Regions from separate parts of the Mus musculus genome. Here region 2 is linked to region 1. A link is a contact called in public HiCAR-type data. All regions are on one chromosome and are shown on one strand. Each heading gives the region's core, a stretch centred on a gene start, on an enhancer-like site or on the middle of the called end of the contact. The rest is flanking DNA. Distances are from core to core; before and after follow the strand shown.

Region 1 (3,901 bases), core at 932-3,431:
AATTGTTCTTCTGAATATAAATACAGAATATAGAGGGAAATTTTCTGCACTGTTCACTGAGAAAGGAAAGAATAAAAGAGAGCCATATACAGGCAAGGTATTTCATTTCACATCTATTAAAGAAGGCAAGATGTTTCAAAACCACACGTAGTGTTTTTTCTCTTATTCCAGCCACCTAACATCACAGACCAATTCTGCTCTGCTGCGCAGGCAATATTCTGCTTCATTTGACCCAGTCACGTCTTCAATCTTGTTAAACTACAGAGCACAACAAAACCAACTTCAAGAAAGGTTAACTGAGGCCTTCAGATTGATTGAAAGTGCTTGTCAAGGGTGCTGTCCCTCACCATGTACAATGGGTTTTCATTAGAATTTTGTTGTCTGCCGTGGCGTAGTTGGAAACATTCACATGATGGATTAATCAATTTCTGAGCTAATGCATTCACGTGTGGTAATGACTTGCTCAAATGCCTCTCTGGCTGGCTGAATGGGCTTAAAGGAATTAAGTAGGACCACGAAGGAACCAAACTTTCAATTAATGAAGAAAGTTGCAAAGTGTTCTTTTCTAACCTAGGAAATGAACCAAGCCTGATAATTTCCTTCTATTTCCCCATGACATATTACAAGGTTAAAAAAAAAAAAAGCTAAACGTATAAAAAAATATAACATCATTTACATCTTCAATTTGTAGTGCTGTTGGATGCATCATTAAGTATAAATGGGCTGCAATAAGAACACATTAATTAGTATAAAAAAAGGAAAAAATTTCAAGTTCATTTCAGTTCTCAGAAAGAAAGGCATATATTTATATATTTATGCATAATTAGAAATCACTAGCTCATTTTTCTGTGATACATGCAACAAGAAGATACAGAGAAAGAACTAAGTAGGGTGATCGTTTCCATAAACCATGACTGCACTTCAGGCATGGGCTGCCCTTCTCCTGGTTATTATACTCATAAAGTACCTATAAAAATGACTTCATGTAGCTCCACATTTATTGTCTGTCATTGTCCCATGGATCAAGTTGGGTTTACAAGCCAGGAGATGATTTTCTTCCCATTTCAATTGCTATCCTTTTTTATGTCATCTGGATTCTAGTACTGATCAGTCTTTGGACACATTTAACAGCTGAGGTACAAGGACAAGTCTGTGACTGACCTGGCAAGTTGTAGAGGTCACACTGTAGCCTGAACATCACCTTGTGCCACTGTCACATCGAGTTTATAGTTCTGAATCTCTTGATTAACTAGGCTTCAGCTGAGAGAAGCCCAGACTTTATGGAAGGTTACCTATAGAGGACATTTTGCTTGCAATTGTTATTGATTAACCACCAATGGGTTTGTAAATCAGTCTCTTTGATAGTGGATGTGAAAAGTCTTAGGCACATAAAATGTGCCTATAGAATCCTTTAGGTATTAAAAACAAAACCCAATATCTAAGTTAAATTGTTTCAATTTCTAAACTTCCCTCTCTTTGAAGATTATGATCAGCTTCTTTTTTTGTATAGCAAGAGATTATGGGACAGGGATTTGGCTAAGTCAAGTTCTAAAGGAAGGGGATGGGGACGTTTGTTTGTTTGTTTTTGTTTTTTGAGACAGGGTTTCTCTGTATAGCCCTGGCTGTTCTGGAACTCACTTTGTAGACCAGTCTGGCCTCGAACTCAGAAATCTGCCTGCCTCTGCCTCCCGAGTGCTGGGATTAAAGGCATGTGCCACCATGCCCGGCTGAGGATGGGGACTTTTAAGAGACTCTTTTCCCAGGGCAAAAGTTTAAGGGCTGCAATACACTATTGCTCTGTATATCCTTCATGGCTACTGAAGGCTGCATACTTATGCTTCTCTGCTACAGGGTGCTCGACCTCCTCCTTCATCTATTCAAGGATGAGAAGACAGAGGCCAGGTTGTCGTGAGCTGTGGGAGATAGTGGCTGCCCATAGTAAAGAGAGGCACTGATACTTGGACCAAGTCCTAACATCCCTGTTCCAAATTGGGCATTGTCTTTTCCTATGCACAGGCTAAATTTTTTAAAAGGAAAAAGTACTTTAGATTGTGGAATGACAAGACATTGTAGTCTCAATTTTGGCCCTGATTGCCATCACTTGAGGTTTTGACTGGGACTATGGGACCCACTTCCAGTATGACTCATGGTCATGCTTGACAAATTGTTGGCAGGAAATGAGAGCTAGATGTTGGCAGGGAGCTTCAAATACTCTCTCCACGAGGCTTCTTGAGAGTCCTCACAGCAGGTCAGTAAGCATCTGAAAGATTATGTAATCCAGAACAGTACAAGGGAGAAGTCACTTTGACTTTGTGATCTGCCCTTTCAGTTGCTCTCTGTCATCTCCACACTGCTCCTTTTGTCATAGCTCTATTCAAGAGCATGTAGATACAATGGTGAGACTCACTGAAGAGACTGGTTGCCATTGCCAGGTTCAGATGATAATGGATCAGAAGGGAGCTACACATGTACAAAAGTTAGTTCTATAGCTCACAATGGGCTAGGGCTAAGAGATCAGGATTAAGGATAAAGATGATGGAGACCGGAATTTGTATGGCAGATTTTCATTTAAAACCCAGAACATTAACTAGGTGTATCCAACTCAGATATGCAGAGTAGAAATGCATCTCAAATAAGAAAAACCTGCAGAATAGAGTTTAAAAGTCAATTCTCTGGTCAGCAGATAGACAAAATGTGATCATAGTCAGACAATAACTGGCCTAACAGATGGAGTCAACTGAATTGAATTTTTAATCTAAATGGAAATAAAGGATAAAAGAATGAAAAGGCAATACAATCCTGGTTCCCAAATCCAACACTGCCAGCAGCAGTATCTTTGGGGTAAAATATGGCATGCAGATCAGCAAATCTGGTGATATGCACCCCAAGGAAGTTCACGAGCCCATGTCCTCTATAAGTGGAAAAGAAGAAAGGTGTAGAGTTTGAGAAAGATTTTGTGCAAAACAATGTGGTTCCTGCAAAGATGTTGTAATGTTTTTACCATGTTCAAGCTCAGGCAGCTGATTTGTGATTCTTTCCAAACATGGGTCAGTATTTCAGCATCTCACTCGGTTGGATCTTTACGTGAAGATTCACATGGGCTTTGTCTCCCAGCATTCATGCTGAGAAAGAAATCTCATTTTGCATTGCAGCATAATTTATTCCTCATTAGTCTAAGCTATGACTTGCTCACGATTACATTCAATTGCAGTGTTTACAGATTCATTTTCATAATATTTCCTCTGGGCTTATTATTTCCACTTGTAAAAATGAACTAAATATTCTAAGTCAGAGTAAGCTGAAATCATTTGCAAGGGGCCATAGCTCTGCGTCACACTTGGGAAAGAGCTTTGTTATAGCAGACAGATGATGCTCCATTTAAGAGAACTTGAGTTTCAGGCCCTTGTGAAGTCTCTTATTTTCATCAAGTTTTTTTTTCTTTTTCTGCCATGGTACTCTGTGGCATTTGCATGAATGACAGTGTTATGAGATTGCTTGCTTTATGGATGGATATGTTTAGGTCCTTTCAATGGCCTCTTGGCCAAGATGTTGGTGATTCTTGAGATAATCTTCACAGTAGCCAGGGGAAATCACCATGTAAATATTAACACAATGGAGGCTTTGAACTATACAATATTTTATTTACCCCTTTATTCTCCTATTGTGTTGATTTATCTGTGCACTGTCTTTAGTCACACACACATTCATTCAATCACATTCTTTAAGAACATGTTGCATGTTAGGTTTCTGGTTAGGATTTGAGTGTACAGTGATGCTACTTTCCAGTTCCTGAGCGTCAGAAAATTGCTACCTCTGTTTAGCATCTTGAAATTTCATTTACTGGAAACAAAAGACTAGTAGAATTTATATATTATATTAATATCATGTCTTCAAGATTTTC
Region 2 (3,901 bases), core at 503-3,002, 530 kb after region 1:
ATGCAAGATCAGCAAGGCCACTGTCTGAGAAAGTGAAGCCGTCCTAACTAGTTACACGACACAAAAGCTTTCGTTATCCCTAGGTGATGGCCTATATTACTTAGTTTATCTCTTTGTCTGCTTAGTGATTGAACCTAAAGTCTCATCCAGGCAAGGCAAGTACTCTACCACTGAGCACACCCAACCCTGCATGGGTTTCATCTTGATTATGGCGTTTTTCTTTTTAAAGAAAGTACTGATCAATAGCCATGGCTGTGGCCTTGGTTCAACACCCCCCAAGTCCCTGACTGTAGTTCCGAGGAATCATAACCAAGAATTCAGCCTTTCCCACTAAGGGCCGCAAGCTCAGTCTGACTCTTGCCAAGGAAGCAGCTAGCACACACCCAGCAGGGCTGACTCCCAGGACAGATACCCAACAGAGGCCAGATATGATAGACACATCATCTCCTAAGCTCCAGAATTGGAATCAGCATGGAACTTACATTAATCTGTTCACTAAGCCCTAATTCTTATGTCTAATTACGCTGCAAGAACCATATATTAAGAAATTTTATTAACCTTGTAACATGGAGCAGTCACAAGTACCTCCCACCAACTGAGGTTTCTAATTAAATCAAAACTTTTTCTAGTATGGTTTGGCTACCTGTGTTTCTCAATGTCTTTCCTCTGTGAAGCCCATATCAGAAAGTGTTATGAACGCTCTGTGCCTGAGCCTTGACCCTTAGGCTTCTGAGCTCTCCATAATCAGACACTTACCTTCAAATACATACCTGCTCTTTGTTATCCCACCTAGAAACAGGAACTGATCCTTATGGCCTTGTTGCGCCCAGAACCCACCTTCACAGCTCACAACCACAGGAATTCATACTGATTACATTTCAGGCTAAGCCCTATCAGTAAAAACCCTGAGGTAGCTTTGATGTTAAAAACATCAGGCCAGGTGCCAGCACAGCTATCCTTACAATCAGGCTCAAGGTGAGATGGAAGGCTAAAGAGGACAGAAACTTCCAGAACCAAACATTAACATCTTACTTCCTCCAGCAGTCTACCTCTCCCTGCTTATGACACATGCTCACGTATCCCACAGGGGTTTATGCAGAGCATGTTGAAGGGAGACAGTGCTTAGCCCTGGTGAGAAGAAAGACAGGCTAGGACCACGTGCACTTTCAGATTGTACATCCTGTGAAGTCTAGTGTTTTCCTGTTACCCGGGATCGGACAGTCTCTGCTGGCCTTGGCATGCCAGCTTCCAGCCTTGCACTTACAGGCCACTGGAGCTTGGGAACTCACCATCAGACGTGTGAAGGAGCTTATGACTTTTCAGTGTCCCTTTGGATTTGAATTTCTTGCCACACATGTCACAGAGGTGGGTCTTCTCAGTGCTGTGACGATTCATATGAGCTTTGAGGTTGCTCTTGCTACGAGTTGCATATTCACACAGAGAACACTTGAAGGGCTTCACACCTACCAACGAGAAATGGATAGCTGTACATTTACACGTGTCTGTGCAAACATGGGTGGGGATCCCAAAGAACAGTTCACACCATATAAAACATCCAACTGAACAGAGCAGTATACTTGCTTACTCCCAACGTGTCCGCACACCTCATGTCTGGCCGACCTCATCTTGTTCCGCCTTACAGAAATACCGCAGAAGTCAGGGTTCCCAAGCCTCGGCTTCAGGACAGTTCTAGCTGCCTATCAGCATTCTGTAATCCTACAGCTCCCTCCTGCCAAAATGCTCTTGCATACCACAGTGATTTGATCACCTCTGCTCTCCCTACAGTCTGGTAACTCCCTGAAGACAGACACCCTGCCCAACTTACAAAGCAGTCATTAAATCCAACTCAACTGAGTTAAACTAAATAAAATTATAGGCCACGTCATTCTTTGCAAAAATCAATAGGATCAGGCACTCAGGTCAAGTCTGGAAGAATATTCCCATTCATAACATAAACAGAAGCACAAAACACTGGACATTCTGCATGACTCACATGTAACTATTCCCAAGCTATTGTGCCTACTCCACTTGTATTGCTTTCCCCCACCCAGCCAGTGTGAGAACTGCTGTCGTGGTTCATCTCAAATGCATTTCTTGACCTCTTTGAACTGTTAGACTCTCTGAGCACCTGCCCACCGTGTGAATGAAGTTCCTCACGTGTGATCAACACCTATGACTATGGAGAGTCCCCAGACTTATCTTATGTTGCCCCTTCTTGTTAGTCTTCATGCTTATCTTTTGCATTTGCCTACTGCTGCTCTTTTTCCATGTTTTATTTTGGGAGTGAGCTGGGAGAAAGAATACTTACAGTGCAATTGCAGTGATTAGCTCCAAAGACTCGCGAATAATGTAATGTGGGTAAGTAGGCTTTTCTTTATCCTTTACAGTTCCATCATTATAAAGAAATTCATAGACAAGTGAAAAAGAGCAGGCCATGAACACTCCATCCTAAAACTGCAGCCTTTCGTTTCCTAAACCTTTCTCAGAATTCAGAAGGTTTTCAAATTGAGAGATTTCTTCCAGAAGTTCAATGTGGAATACTGACACCCGTGTCCTGTGAATGCATAGTGTTGGCTATACATTAAGCCTGGTATGGAATACTGACACCCCGTGTCCTTGAATGCATAGTGTTGGCTATACATTAAGCCTGGACATACACAGGGTCTTCTTCTGAGGAATGTAGGAGACCATCTCACTGATGCCTGCAGCAAATCTCAAGGCAGTTTATAATTGTGTTTCATGGAAAAGTGACCAGAAGATGGAATATTTGTCCCATCCTGCGTCACATACAAAGAAAGGAAAGACTGAACCACGCTCTCCCACTCCAGACCTCTGTCTGCCATGCAAGCATTATCCCCCAGGGGAACAGATTTATAATCCTCAGGCTGCCATCTCCCTGGATTTGCATCAGCGTCAGGTTCGTGGTCTGTCTCTGACCACTCCCAGACGACTCCCCTGAGCACCATCCTAAACCAATCTCCACACAAAGGCTTCTGCCTCCTTCTCTACTGAGAAAACTCCTAGCAATGACTTCCTTCAGTGCCCTCAGAAAATGACATATAGGTATTCATCTCGTCACCACTGTCAACTCCTCCTTTCTTGCCTCCACATGGGAGGTATCGCTTTCTCTTAGTGCGAGTCAGTAAAGATGTAAAGAACAGGGCTTTAGAATCATGTAGCATGGGTCCAAATCCCAGTTCCCACTACTTTTTGGCTGTACAACACGAGCATTTCATAGCGTTCTGTGCCTCGTGTTCCTCACTGGTAAAACTAACCTGGCTTGCTAGTCCCTGAATGCACTAACTAGCGTACCATGAGCAAGCCGAAAGTACACACTGGGCCCACAGTGCTTACTAAGTGCTGGCACACAAGAAAGCACCTTTCAGTTCCAGCACTGCACCTCAGGTCCACTGCCTCCTCTCTTCACTGACTCTCTGCCCATCAGCTCCTCCCCTGAGCCCTGCCACTGATAGTATGTTATGCAAAATACTTGGCCATCCATCTTCCTCTGACCCTACAGTCCTGCCTATAGTGGTCAAGCTCCCGACAAGCAGGAAGGAACTATTACGCAGGACTAGCAGGGCACTTTGCCACTTGCACCTTCCTCATTCTGAGGAGGGCAACATTCTCCTCTAGCGGCAAGGAATGAGGTCGATGACAGAAGACCCTTGACTCCTAGCTTGTCAGAATCTTTGCAAGTAGCTGTCCAACACTTCCAGTCCTGGCCAAGCCCCCAGAGCACAGCAGCCCCTATGCTTCTCTGGACTGCGACCTTTCTACTCAACCCTTCCACTTTCCAATCCTCTCTCTACAGTATAAACAGTGACGCTCCACACTGCCAAAATGTCAAGCCTCCAGCAGCCCGTTTTACTGCCAATCCTTCATAGTTCCATTGTTCTTC

The links. HiCAR-type assays count read pairs that join an accessible place to other places.
Region 2: a contact with region 1 is called in a HiCAR-type map of fibro-adipogenic progenitors, with 4 times the contacts expected there. The contact joins two enhancer-like sites. A contact is called at or near these places in 1 of 15 datasets of contacts at CTCF or cohesin (pro-B cells), 1 of 484 Hi-C or Micro-C datasets (bone marrow-derived macrophages) and 1 of 115 datasets of contacts at active chromatin or transcription factors (fibro-adipogenic progenitors).

The regions. Positions count from the first base shown.
Region 1 is chr15:67,634,185-67,638,085 of GRCm38.p6, forward strand. No RefSeq gene overlaps it. Among named protein-coding and RNA genes, the nearest start is that of 1700012I11Rik, 410 kb to the left of the region's middle. Within about 2 kb of position 2,182, at least 25 of the 459 cell types and tissues checked have an H3K27ac peak or open chromatin away from gene starts, as enhancers often do. A contact at or near this core is called in fibro-adipogenic progenitors, where this site is marked.
Region 2 is chr15:68,164,464-68,168,364 of GRCm38.p6, forward strand. It overlaps Zfat (zinc finger and AT hook domain containing), which reads right to left. Exons shown (of 16, transcript NM_001145888.1): 10 at 1,290-1,463. Among named protein-coding and RNA genes, the nearest start is that of Zfat, 92 kb to the right of the region's middle. Within about 2 kb of position 1,753, at least 79 of the 459 cell types and tissues checked have an H3K27ac peak or open chromatin away from gene starts, as enhancers often do. A contact at or near this core is called in fibro-adipogenic progenitors, where this site is marked.